Linked DNA regions of Mus musculus: regions 1 and 2 are each linked to region 3. The links are chromatin contacts, called in public promoter capture Hi-C maps. All regions are on one chromosome and are shown on one strand. Each heading gives the region's core, a stretch centred on a gene start, on an enhancer-like site or on the middle of the called end of the contact. The rest is flanking DNA. Distances are from core to core; before and after follow the strand shown.

Region 1 (3,676 bases), core at 884-3,383, 1.1 Mb after region 3:
TGCAAGCTATAATCATGAGTAAAATGAAGGTCGATAAATGTGGGAAAACACAAGCATCACTGGCAAGCAGGAAAATGCAAATTAAAACAATCCTGAAGGATCTTTTTATGCCTACTTTCTATAAAGATGTTTGGTGATACCATGTGTTGGTAAGCATGTACAACATTGATAGATGGCCCCACCACTCCTCTGCTGTGAGGTGATCTGGGCAGGGGGTAGATGGCCTTGCCCACTCACCCCTAGCCACCTGAGGCAGTCAGGAAAGCTGACCCTAGGGTCATCAGAGTGAGGGGAACTGGGTCTGCACCTCACCTGAACATTACAGTAGGGTTGGCCCTGGTTGAGGGGTTTTTGGGTCAGCCAGTCCCTAGGGTGAGAGCAAGAGAGAGCTGGCCCCTGCCAACCTCTGCCAGAGGTGGTGTGAGTGCCTGGGTGATGCCCCCCCCCCCAGGAAGTCTGGAGAACTGGCCTTGAGGTCATGAGAGTGGGTGAGCTAGCCCTGTCCCTTGTCCACTAGAGCACCTGGGCAGGTGGGCACTGTACTTCATCTGGGCAGCACAGCCCTGGTGGAGGGGACCCAGGTGAGCTGTCTTGAGAGGACAGAGTGTGGGAGAGCTGGCCTCTTTGACCTTTCTGGGGTGAGATGGTACAGGTACTGGTGTGATGCCCTCTCCCTTCTGCCTTGCCACCTGCAGTAGTCAGGAGAGCTGATCCTAGAGTCATGAGTTGGGGAGAGCTAGCCCTGCCCCACTGGCTGTAGCACTTGGGAGAGCTGGCCCTGCACGTTGCCTGGGCAACACAGTAGAGTCGGCCCTGAAAGCAAAGATACAGGTGAGCCAGACCCCAGCAAATTAAACAATATGCTATTTAGAGATTGCAAATATTTACTTTTTAATGTACTGCTGCATTCTATTTTTCTAGTAATTTATTAGGTTTTTCTTTTTGTTTTGCTAATGACAGGTACAGTTTTCCTGTACTATCTTTATATGATTTTGATACCGATCTAATCCCTCTGAAGACAATTTATCAGCTGTAAGGAAAGTCTTAAAAGTCTGGAAGATTCACTTTTGAGACATTTATCTTATATTTTTGGTTGTGAGCCTAGCCTTTAATGGCTGAGCCATCTCGCCAGCCCAAGACGTTTATCTTAAATAAATAAGAGATTCTAATTCCGTTTGGGTTCAGGGGACCCAGGATAAGCACAGCCTTTTTACCTCCCTAACTGCTTCAATACCGTGAATCTCTTTCTCAGTTTGTAAAGCCGGGGGAGGAGAACCTACCTCATGTAGCTGTATGACAGTAAGAACTTACAGCACTCAATACCTAGTAAGTGTCGGGTCAATGGAAGGACTTATTACATTGCATGTACTCGCCGGCCTCCAAATTGCAGGACAGCATTCTTGGTGTCCTATTAGCTTCTACTTTGTTTGTTTGTTATTTCGAGACAGGGTTTCTCTGAATAGCCCTGGCTGTCCTGGAACTAACTTCGTAGACCAGTCTGGCCTCAAACTTAGAAATCCACCTGCCTCTGCCTCCCAAGTGCTGGGATCAAAGGCGTGCGCCACCACAGCCCGGCTAGCTTCTACTTTGAATCTCTTTCATTAGTGACATTCCTTAGGGCTTTCGAGGCCGAGGATATAAAAAAGCAAACAACAACGTAAGAGCTAGGAATAGGAATGGTGGTACCACTTGCCTAGCACCTGTGAGATCCTACGTTCAATTCCTTGCACCGAGCGGGGAAAAGAAAGATAAAGTCGGTGGGGAATGGAACCCATTGGAAAAGGTGAACATGTTCAACCCGCGTTGCAGCAGCACTTTTCTGGGCGTCTCGAGCCCTGGACTCGCACTCATGGAGGCGTCTGCCAAGCATCAGGCAGCGATGGAGCCAGGAAGGAGGAAAGCCACTTCTGCTGGTCGCAGGGCGGGAGAGCCGCTCGCTGTTCCCATAGCAACCAGACTGGCCAGCGTCCTCCGGGCCTCCCGGCTCGGCGCGCAGACTCCCAAGGGGACCCTTCCAGCCGTCACTTCCCGGCGGTGCGCCCAGCTCCGCCCTAACACGTTTCTGATTGGCCTCAGCAGAGGGAGGGGCGGGCTTACAACTCCACGAACTCAATTATGTTTCACCGAGCGGAAGTTGACCTCTCTCGGCCCGGAAGTGAAACAGTGCTTTGGCAATTGAGGCTTCTGTAAGTGAGTCCCGGGACGGTGTTGGAAATGCCGGGTGCCGCGGCGAAGGGCTCGGAGTTGTCCGAGAGGATCGAAGGCTTCGTGGAGACTCTGAAGCGAGGTGGCGGGCAGCGCAGCTCGGAGGACATGGCTCGGGAGACCCTGGGGCTGCTGCGCCGGCTTATCACGGACCACCACTGGAACAACGCGGGTGCGGCAACTCATCCTCGTTCTTGTTCTATTCCTGAAGCTGATATTCACTTTCACCGCGCGCCTGCCCCGTTCACTCGGTCTCTCTTGGGTTTCAGGGGACCTTATGGATTTGATCCGCAGAGAGGGCAGGAGGATGACGGCTGCGCAGCCCTCCGAGACCACCGTGGGAAATATGGTGCGGAGAGTCCTCAAGATCATCCGGGAGGAGTATGGCAGGTCAAACTCACAGCTTGGGTGGGCTCCTGGTGGGACCAAGGGGTGCTGGCTTTTGGTTGTTAAACCGTGCCACCTATCAGCTTGAAGCCTCTGTTGTGGCTGAGCTGCTCCCGTTGCCCCAGTGATCACTCTTTGGGTCTTGTTGCCTCCATAGACTGCACGGGCGCAGTGACGAGAGCGATCAGCAGGAGTCCCTGCACAAACTCTTGACATCCGGAGGCCTGAGCGAGGATTTCAGCTTCCATTTTGCCCCACTTAAGGCCAACATCATTGAGGCGATTAATGAGCTGCTGGTGGAACTGGGTAAGAGATCTGATCACTAAGTGGACAAGTTAGGTCGCAGGCAAGTGAAACAGTCCCCTAGAAATTGTGCATTGACAGGGATAGGCGAGATCACCAGTCTTCTGGTTTGAACACCCATTTGGTAGGAGTGGATGGAAAACACCAAGCTTATAGTAACTGCATCTTTCAAGACAGACCTGCTCTTTAACAGTATATTAAGCGAGAGATTTCTTTTAGGGGAAGTTATTTTATTTTATTTTATTTTATAGCAAATGAACTTGCTGGGGATGTAGCTCAGTGGAAGAGTGCCTTACTTGAGGCTCTGGGTTTCATTCCCAGTGCTGCAAAAAACAGAAAACGAGTTCCCCAAAGCCGCATTTGGAAGTTTCTTTTTCACTAAACTTCATCTTGACTTCAAAAAATGTTTACTATTAGTGGTGTGTGTATGTGTGTGTGTGTGTGTGGGTCACAGGGCAACTTTGTAGAATTTGCGCATCCCCCTTTATGTGGGTTCCAGGGATGGAGGGCAGGTTTCCAGGTTTGCCCATCAAGCACATTTACCCACTAAGCCATCATGCCCACCCCTTTGAGGTATTTATATACATACCGCCTCCATCCTCACTTGCAGATTTTTGTTACAGTCTGTTCTTCAGAGATTTAACACTGGGTACTGGGGATGGAGAGATGGACGGCTCAGCGATTAAGCTGCTCTTGTAAAGTCCCCAGGTTTAGTTCCCAGCATCTACACTGTGGCTCATAGCCACCTGTAAGTCCTGTTCCAGAGGACCCGATGTCCTCC
Region 2 (4,164 bases), core at 489-2,988, 1.2 Mb after region 3:
TGGTCTTCTTGCTGTAACTATAACCTAGAGGGAAAGGGCTACTTCTCAGAAGCTTTGTAAGTTCATATCTTATAAATACCATGTGACAGAGATAGCGTCATACAGTTCTGAGAAGTGTGATAAAATTAACTCAAAGCTAGTAACCAAGTTGAACATGACATATAAGACAGAGATAGGAAACTGGTACTCACTGCTCAACGGTGAGAAAGTGAGCCACTTAACTATACTGACTTAAATGCTAGAAAATAATCGGCACAAATAAGAACATAGGCGACTACAGATGATAATGTCCACTAATGGGTTGGTTACTGGAATAGAAAAGAACACAAAGATATTTTCTTGCAACTACTTTTCTTCCATCTTTCATAGATATATGCTGGACGCTGGAGGTATGGCTCAGTAGTGGAATGCCTTCTGAGCACTGGCAAAGCCCGTTTTATCCCCAGCACAAAAAGTTCTGGCTGGGAGCAGACACTAGAATTGCAAGTGCATGAATCACCTTTTGCAACCTCAGCAAGTTCTCATTAAATGTTTACCCTAAAGCTAGAGTTTTAAGGCTGTGGTGATTAGACTCAAGTTATGGTTAACTTTTGGAGGTAGACTCACTACAGGGTTTTAAATCAGTACACATTCTTAATTTTGGATTCAGTAACTCATGGGTCTCTCCATTGTGACCTTATGCAAGAAGGTGGGAAAAATGACTTAGCTTCCTTGGGTTCTCAAAGAAAGGGGTCCTTGTTTCTCCAGACTCAACTCCACCAATAAAGTATTTGTCTTATACAATCACTGAAGGAAAAGCAAGAAAACAAACAAACAAACAATGATCTTTCTGGTGATCAAGGAAATCCTCCGAGTGATCATTTATGAAAAAAACAAAAACAAAAACAAGAAAACAAAGCCTACAGGGCTAGCAGTGTGTTGTAGCTGCCAGTGTGGCTATTTGGAAGTACACACCAACTCCCCATCCCGCCCTTCAACAGCTATACGAAAGGAAGTAAGCTTTTACAGACTGTTCCCAAAGAGCAAGTAAGCTTTTTATATTGTTCCCAATGTGCAAAGCACCTTCGTTTGGACCTCAAAATAACCTTTAAAAAAGTAAAGGTTTTTTTTTTGGGGGGGGGGGCGAGGTTGTTATCGCTAAGTCCAATTAACAAATGGGAAAACTAAAATGCAAAAGACCGCTCAATGACTCGCTCAGTGACAGCGGTGATTAAACCAATGTCCTACAGCAGGGGAAGCGAAAGCACGGTGGGGTTCCCGAGACCTAAACCCCAAGGGACGCCTGACCATAGAGGGCCAGGGGCAAGCAGCACTGGAAAGCGGGGCCGGGAAGGAGGGCGCGGGGAGGCCCGGCAGCGGCCGGAGCCGAGGGCCGCTACCTCGGTGCGGCGGTACAGCGTGGCCTCCCCAAAGGCACCGCGGCCCAGAACGCGGATGGGGATGTAGTGCAGCTCCTCCTGCTCCGCCGCCCCGCCGCCGGCTCGCGGCCCTGGGACAGCGCTGGGGCCCGGGCCCGAGTCCCCGCCACCCCCGGACTCGCTTCCGAAGTCCGAGTTGATGGAATCGCAGTGTCGCTCGTACTCGCCCAGCACCGACATGGCGGCGGAGGCCGCAGCTCGCCGGGAGCCGCCCGCGTATCCACGGCGGGCAGGGCCGGCCGCTTAGCGCCTCAATGGCCTCAGACGCCAGGCAGCGGCTTAGGTGGCCCCGCGGCCCAGGGAGCTTCCATGGTGGCTCCTGCCCCCTGACCCGGAAGCGGTTCTTAGTGTTTCCGGCTCGCCGAGGTTTTCCCTCCGCCTTTCGCGTGCCCACTTGTTGCAGATGCGTCCCGCACACCTTGGGCGTCGCTGGCCTTCACACCCGCGAGTGTCGTGGAAGCGGAAGAGTGACCACACGGCGGGTTTGCAGACCGCTTCCCTACAACCCCCTACCAGCTTTCCAGACTGCGTCACATTTTGGAGGTGGTCCAGGCTAATCCTGGCGACACGTTTGTCCCAGGAGCTGTGACTGTGTTAGCTGTCACTTGGCTTGTTGGGCAGGGCTCCTTTTTTTTTTTTTTTTTTTTTTTTTTTTTGTAGCGATAGTGTAGCAAAGATAATGGAGCAAGCTAAAACATTAGACTTCTGACAACTTTAACAATTCCTTCTTCCTTCCTCCTCCTCCTCCTCTCCTCCTCCTCCTCCTCTTCCTCCTCCTCCTCCTCTTCCTCCTCCTCCTTTTCCTCCTTTTCCTCCTTTTCCTTCTTCATTAAGTCTATAAAGTTGCAGGACTATGACCACCACAGGGTTGCCTAAGTTGGGACAATGCTAAAGGGTTTTGTTTTTCTTTTCTTTTCTTTTTTTTTTTTTTTTTAATGATATTATGGCCCCAGATCCTCAGAGCGCCATGAAAACAATGTTTATGTGTCTGTTGGGGGTGGGGTGGGGATTGTTTTAGGTGATACAGCTAGTTAGGAGGAACTTGAGAGGCAAACCCTGCAGTCTGGCCCCAGAATTAGGAAAGGGCAGGGCGTGATGAAACTAAGGTTATGGGACTGGCGCCATTACACTTGTTGGGCAGAAGCAGGAAGTACACTTTGTATGTTGTACAGTTTGGTGTTTCCTGTGGACAGTGGGAAACTAAAGCAAAGGAGTAGGTGATTAGGGCTCTGTTTTGTGTGTGTGTGTGTGTGTGTGTGTGTGTGTGTGTGTGTGTGTGTGTGCCGATTGAATTCAAGTTGCCTGATTTGCATGGCAAAACCTTTATCCACAGAGCCATCTTACTGGCTCTCAAAGCTCTAGCCTTCTGAGGAAATCTGCTCAAGATTTCTTTCATTAGCATAATGATTAAAACATCCTTTTGCTTAAGTGCCCTGCAGTAAATCAGTGACTTTTTTTTTCTTTAATTTATCTGTTTTCACTCCCTGTGCTTTAAAAAACAACAATTATAGAGGAATCCTTGCTCACCCAGACAAAGGGGCACTAAAGATTAACAGACAAATACACCTCAAATGGTTTCTGCTAGCTTTTATTTGTGAAAGTTTACACAAACATCTCCAACAGGTGAGCCTGTATAAATCCCACATGCCTCTTCCCATTAACAAACAGAAGATGGCTCTGATGGGGGTTCATGACAATGGTAAGGAACAAGGTTTGTTGAAACTGTATGATTCTCAGTTATTTTGACTATGCTGGAACGGAGGGAAGCAGATAATATACCTGTTTATAAAGCGGATATGCTGTTGTGCACGCCTACTGTCAAAGGCAAATGCTCTTCAACTGAACTGAAAAGCATGTTGTCCAGTTTGGTTGTTTTGGGCATGATCAAAATGATCGAAAGGACTTGAAAGAATTTCAGTTCTACAGAGCTTAAGTTTATACTTGTTCTTGGAAACAAAAACATGGACAGAATGCTCTATTTTCTCCTCTCTGAAAAATTGACATTTTTCAGAAAAGAAAATAGAAATCTAATAGAGCGGCTGTCACTGCTCCTTAGGGGGGAAGGCACACGTCAGAAAACAGGAGTCTCTTGTTAGGCTAATGGGACAGACAGGCTATGGTTTTGCACTTAAAAGTCTACAAATGGATTTTGACCCCAAAGTTTATTCTTTTCATACTTACATTGTTCTCCTATCACTTGATATATGAATGTTACAGATTTCTGACCATCTGCTGTTGCCATGGTGAGGACTTGTATTCTAAGATCTTAGATCTTAGATCATTTTTCAACAGCAGATGGCACTATTGTACCAGAGAACACTTGATGCCATGCAAGAGGAATTTATGGAAGTCATAAGACAAAGGCTTTTGAGTTCATAGTAACTGGAACCTTAACAGCACAGCCTGAGACTTAACCACTACATCTTTCCCATCCACCTGCATACTTCATCCAGGTCATCCTAACGGTATTCTCTGGTAACTTCAATATTCCACTTCTTTACTGCAAGCCCTGTAATTCTCAGAACTGCAATTGAGATAAGCCCTGTAACAGGTCAGCAGGGTTAAAAGGTTACCCACTTTCCCAGGAGAAGTGGGAAAGACTTTAGATGATAAACAAGTATTTTTCCTGTTTACAAGCATTTGTACCCACCCCACCCCCGCCCCCGCCACTGGCAATCAGGCCCAGAGCCTTCTGTATGGTAGGTAGGCACTGTAAACTGGGGTACACTTTCCAGAACTGCCTTGA
Region 3 (4,169 bases), core at 1,359-3,858:
GCTGCAAGTTTGAGGTCAGCCTGGGCTACAGAGTGAATTTCAGGCCAGCCTCAGCTACAGAGTGGGACTGTGACAAAACAACCAAGGAACCACCCAACCAAGATGTATAGGTGACACTGCAACTTAAATTCATAGCAAGGAGGGTAATTTTTGTTTTGTTTTGTTTTGTTTTACATGAACAAAAGTCCTTGTTAGGAGAAAAATATACGGAGCTAAATTAACTGAAAAATTTTATACGTGTCAGGAAAAATGAGAATTTTCAAATTTTTATTTGTATACATCTATTCAATAACTTCAAACTTAGAACCCTTAGCGCTGACCAATTATTAAATGACTAGTCTTTGAAGTGGGGGAAGTGTAGACTGGCCACGGCCACTCCCCCTAGGACTTCTGTCTTCCACCGTGAGGAACTGATTGTGCAGCTCGGTAAAGGCCTGGTTTTTTCTAACATGCCACTTTTAGTCCGAGGATCCTTTTCAGGGAAACTGATTCCAGCGTTGAGCCGTGAGGAATTAGAAATCCGCATTTTTCAAGATGAGTAATATCTTCTAATAGAATCACATTCTTTCCATCGATACAAATTGGGAACAATTTACAGTAAAACCATCCACAGTGTTAGTAACAAACACAAGAGTTTGTACTGTACAGTCTGTGAACCTGGTGCGCGGTTAGCATCAGAACCTGCAGCTTCGCAACCACCTTGACAGGAAGTGTCACAGCTTCACGTTTGTGCACAGCTGTCAGAGATGTCGCCAGGAGGGCTGGCATCAAGCATTCACTTTAGGCAGTAAGGACCACCTTTACCGTTGCAGCTCCTGACAATCACACACTTCTGTGAATGTTACAGGAATATGCGGGCCTGACTTCCCCATCCCATCCCTCAGGAAACAAAACCAAGCCAGGAGGAGGCTGGGTGCTTGCTTTGAGTGGCAGGCTTACTAAAACGTCACAGGTATATCAAAAGCAGCCTGGCCAGTCCTAGGACTCAGAAGTGCCCCTCCAGGCCTAGCTGCAAGAGGGCGGCCTCGGCCTCCTCCTCCTCCTTCTTGGCTTCCTCCTCTCGAATCTGCACCAGTAACTGGAAGAGGTTGGGTGCAGGCCCTTCCTCAGCCCCGGCCAGCCACAACTGCCTTCGGAGGGCCCCACTGTGGTTAGCCCCAGCGATGACCTGCTCCAAGCGAGCCTGGTTCACGTTATCTTTATCAATGACCCCCTTGTCTACTACCTTTTGCAGCAGAGGCTCCAGACGGATAACATACGAAGATAACTTTTCTCCTGGGTTCTGGTAAGTGTTCAGAAATCTGACCTGTGCATCTCTAGAGCTCTCCACACTCCCAAAGACCTGCTCAAGAGCCTTCAGGCATTCTGCGGTCGTTATGGCGGCGTTGTTGGTCTTGAGGATGCGGATGACGTCAGCAGCGGGGCCTCTCAAACTCTCCATCAACCGCCGTCTCTTTTCTATATCCGACACCTGCCATTCCTCTATGATTTCATTTGAGTGCTCCAGCCAGGAATCAAAGGTTTCCTCGCCAGGCCCGGGAATGTCCTTCCCGGAGAATAACGTCAGCTTCTTATACCATATGGACTCAACAAGAGGTTGAATAACATTATCCAAAATATAGTTGAGCATCTCTGCTGGCATTTCCGGGCCTGGAGCTGGAGCAGGGTTCTGAAACCCAAGCACACGAGCAACATCTTGCACGGTCCACCCTTCCCTAGCTAGAAAGAGGTGCAGCCTTTCCAAAAAAACTGCGTCGGAAGTGGGGGGTTTAAACACCACTTTCCAGAGCCCTCCTTTGCCTGGCATCTCCCTGGGTATCAGGGAGTAATCCACTGCCCCAGTGAGCTCTAACAAGGCTGCTTTAGCATTTTCTTCCCTCCAGAACATTCTCCCCAGCACTCGATAGGATACCTGGGGCATCGCAGCTTGGAGGGTCTCTTCAATTTCGGTCTCATCACAGTTCACAGGGATCCCCCAGACCAACAGAGCTCTCTGAGAGTTCACATCCATTCCCCTGCACCAGTCTTCCAATAGTGTCATAGCCATTTCACCCAACTATTAAAAGTGCCAGTTCTACAGACACTGCTTGGACTGGCTCACGAGGCTATAGGGCCTAGGACAATACAACATGCTCTCCTCCCCCGGTAGGCCAGGGGGCGACAAGCTTCAGGCAACCACAATTACCAAAAGACACCAGAGTTCCTTCTTGTCCCTTCCGGGTCCCAAGTCAGGGTCGGGAGCCACGGGACACTCCGCCTATCACTCGAATGTCGCCCCCTTTGGTCCGGGCAGGGAGGGCTGAACTGGCTGCAGCTGTGTCTGGCGTCACCGCTTAAAGAGAGGGAGCAAGGTGGGCTCAAGACTGATGACTCCGGGCGGGAGATGGCTGGGTGCGGTCGCGGGGCGTGGCAGCTCCTCCCACCTCTCCCCGGCACGCCGGCGGGCTGAGGGTCACGCGAGGCCGTGGCTTGGCTACGTGGGGAGAGGCGGCACTCCGAGCACCGGGAACCCAAGCGGCAGGAAGCACGGGATGGGGGAGAAACTCGGCTGGAGGCAGCTCTGCCTAGCGCTTATGTCCGCGCGCTCCCGCAACGGCCGGCGTGCAGCTGCAGTGGAGGGCGGAACCGGTCCGCTTGTCTCCCCCAGTGTCACCGTGACAACTGTGTCCATGACGACGCGAGATACGCGGGCTCCAGAGGATCTGGCGGTTGCTATGGTGCCAAGAAGGGGTTTGAGGAGTCTATTCTATGACGGCGCATTTCTTTTTACACCCCCCCCCCCGCCTTCCCTGATTCTTTCTTAGCTATTGCTACGCATGCTTTATTTAATTTTGCCGTGGATTTAAGCTGGCTTTATTGATACGCATCTACCACGACGGACTTATCTCATATTGCTCATCCATTCTATGAATTCAGTCTTTAACTCTGACTTCCGGGAACCACCTGATCCCACTCTGCAACTACTTGGTTCCTCCCCACAAAACTAGGAAAGAGAATTCCATCTACTGGTTCCTGTGAGTGTCTGACTTGGCTTTCTTGTTTAAAGTGTGTGTGTGTGTGTGTGTGTGTGTGTGTGTGTGTGTGTACACAAAACCCCGTGACTACTTACCTTTGTAGCCAGGCAAACTGCAAACATATTGCCTTCTTATCCTTACTGAGTATACAAGATAGCAAAACAGAATGTTTATGGCCCCGAAAAGGCGGGTAAGTTCTCTTCAAGCAAAACAAGGCCTATCAGTCCCAGACGGCAAAAACACCCCTATAAGAATGTGGTATTCAACAATGAATTTTTTTTAAAACCTTATTTAATAAAAGGTCTTAAGATACAGAACATTCAAAAGTAAATAAGTTACATAGGTACATTACAATCACAGCAAGATTCTCTTTAGTGTATTAATTTTTTTTTTATAAAAAGCACACAAAAAATAAAATTTTCAGTCTGGTCTATCACAACTGTACACAAAGAGGTAATATTTATATTTATATATATATATATATGTACACTATTTTAATATGTAACAGTCTTTTTTAAAAAGAGTGCCACAGGCAACAAACACATGAAAGGCAGTGTCTGACCATTTTGTTTCAAAATAAAAGGAATATACTTACTTTATGCTATTAAAATATTTGTACACTAATTACAGACTGTCAAGGCTGTTCTGTGCTCCATCCTCTCCAGCAAGGCCTTTAACGTAAGAGACAAATGAGGAAAAGTTCTAACAGCTGCAATTTTTTTTTTTTTGAGGCAACAAACACAGCCAAATGTGGGTTAGACACAACTGTTTTTATATAAAAATATGCATACTTCCTGTAAAAACCTAAGGGGTTAGGCTTTGCCAGTCTAGTAATAAATAATAACCCAGAACAGTGAGCCCCAATAAAAACATTTCAACAGCTGAGGCTTGAGTACTATTGCACTCTTCCTCCTCTGTCTTTAACATCTGGCACATGAGAAGAAAGAGGTTGGGTGACTGAGGCAGTTAAATATAGGCAATCCCTTTAGACATCATGAGCACAGGGCCTCTGTGCCGGGGTGGGAGGTGGGGCGGCAAGGACGGTGGGTGGGTGGGTACTTTAGCTCTAAGGGGGCTGCTGAAGGCTTGGAGGACAGCAGTGAGGGCAAGAGACCTCAGAGATGGCCCAGAACACAGGCACGGTCAGTGTCATGG

What was found. Promoter capture Hi-C pulls out the DNA fragments that hold promoters and counts their contacts.
Region 1: a contact with region 3 is called in a promoter capture Hi-C map of liver, with 2.1 times the contacts expected there. The contact joins the promoter of Eif2b2 here to the promoter of Pnma1 in region 3. A contact is called at or near these places in 2 of 39 promoter capture datasets (liver and pre-B cells).
Region 2: a promoter capture Hi-C map of pre-B cells shows a contact between it and region 3, with 2.4 times the contacts expected there. The contact joins the promoter of Nek9 here to the promoter of Pnma1 in region 3. A contact is called at or near these places in 4 of 39 promoter capture datasets (cranial neural crest, hippocampal neurons, liver and 1 more).

What each region holds. Positions count from the first base shown.
Region 1 is chr12:85,217,348-85,221,023 of GRCm38.p6, forward strand. Eif2b2 (eukaryotic translation initiation factor 2B, subunit 2 beta) reads left to right here and starts at 2,134. Exons shown (of 8, transcript NM_145445.4): 1 at 2,134-2,377; 2 at 2,475-2,595; 3 at 2,750-2,898. The coding sequence starts at 2,215.
Region 2 is chr12:85,337,624-85,341,787 of GRCm38.p6, forward strand. Nek9 (NIMA (never in mitosis gene a)-related expressed kinase 9) reads right to left here and starts at 1,739. Exons shown (of 22, transcript NM_145138.2): 1 at 1,380-1,739. The coding sequence starts at 1,598. It overlaps Tmed10 (transmembrane p24 trafficking protein 10), which reads right to left. Exons shown (of 5, transcript NM_026775.4): 5 at 2,991-4,164.
Region 3 is chr12:84,145,881-84,150,049 of GRCm38.p6, forward strand. It overlaps Pnma1 (paraneoplastic antigen MA1), which reads right to left and starts at 2,609. Exons shown (of 1, transcript NM_027438.3): 1 at 251-2,609. The coding sequence starts at 2,047. The coding sequence ends at 986. It overlaps Mideas (mitotic deacetylase associated SANT domain protein), which reads right to left. Exons shown (of 13, transcript NM_001163501.1): 13 at 3,288-4,169.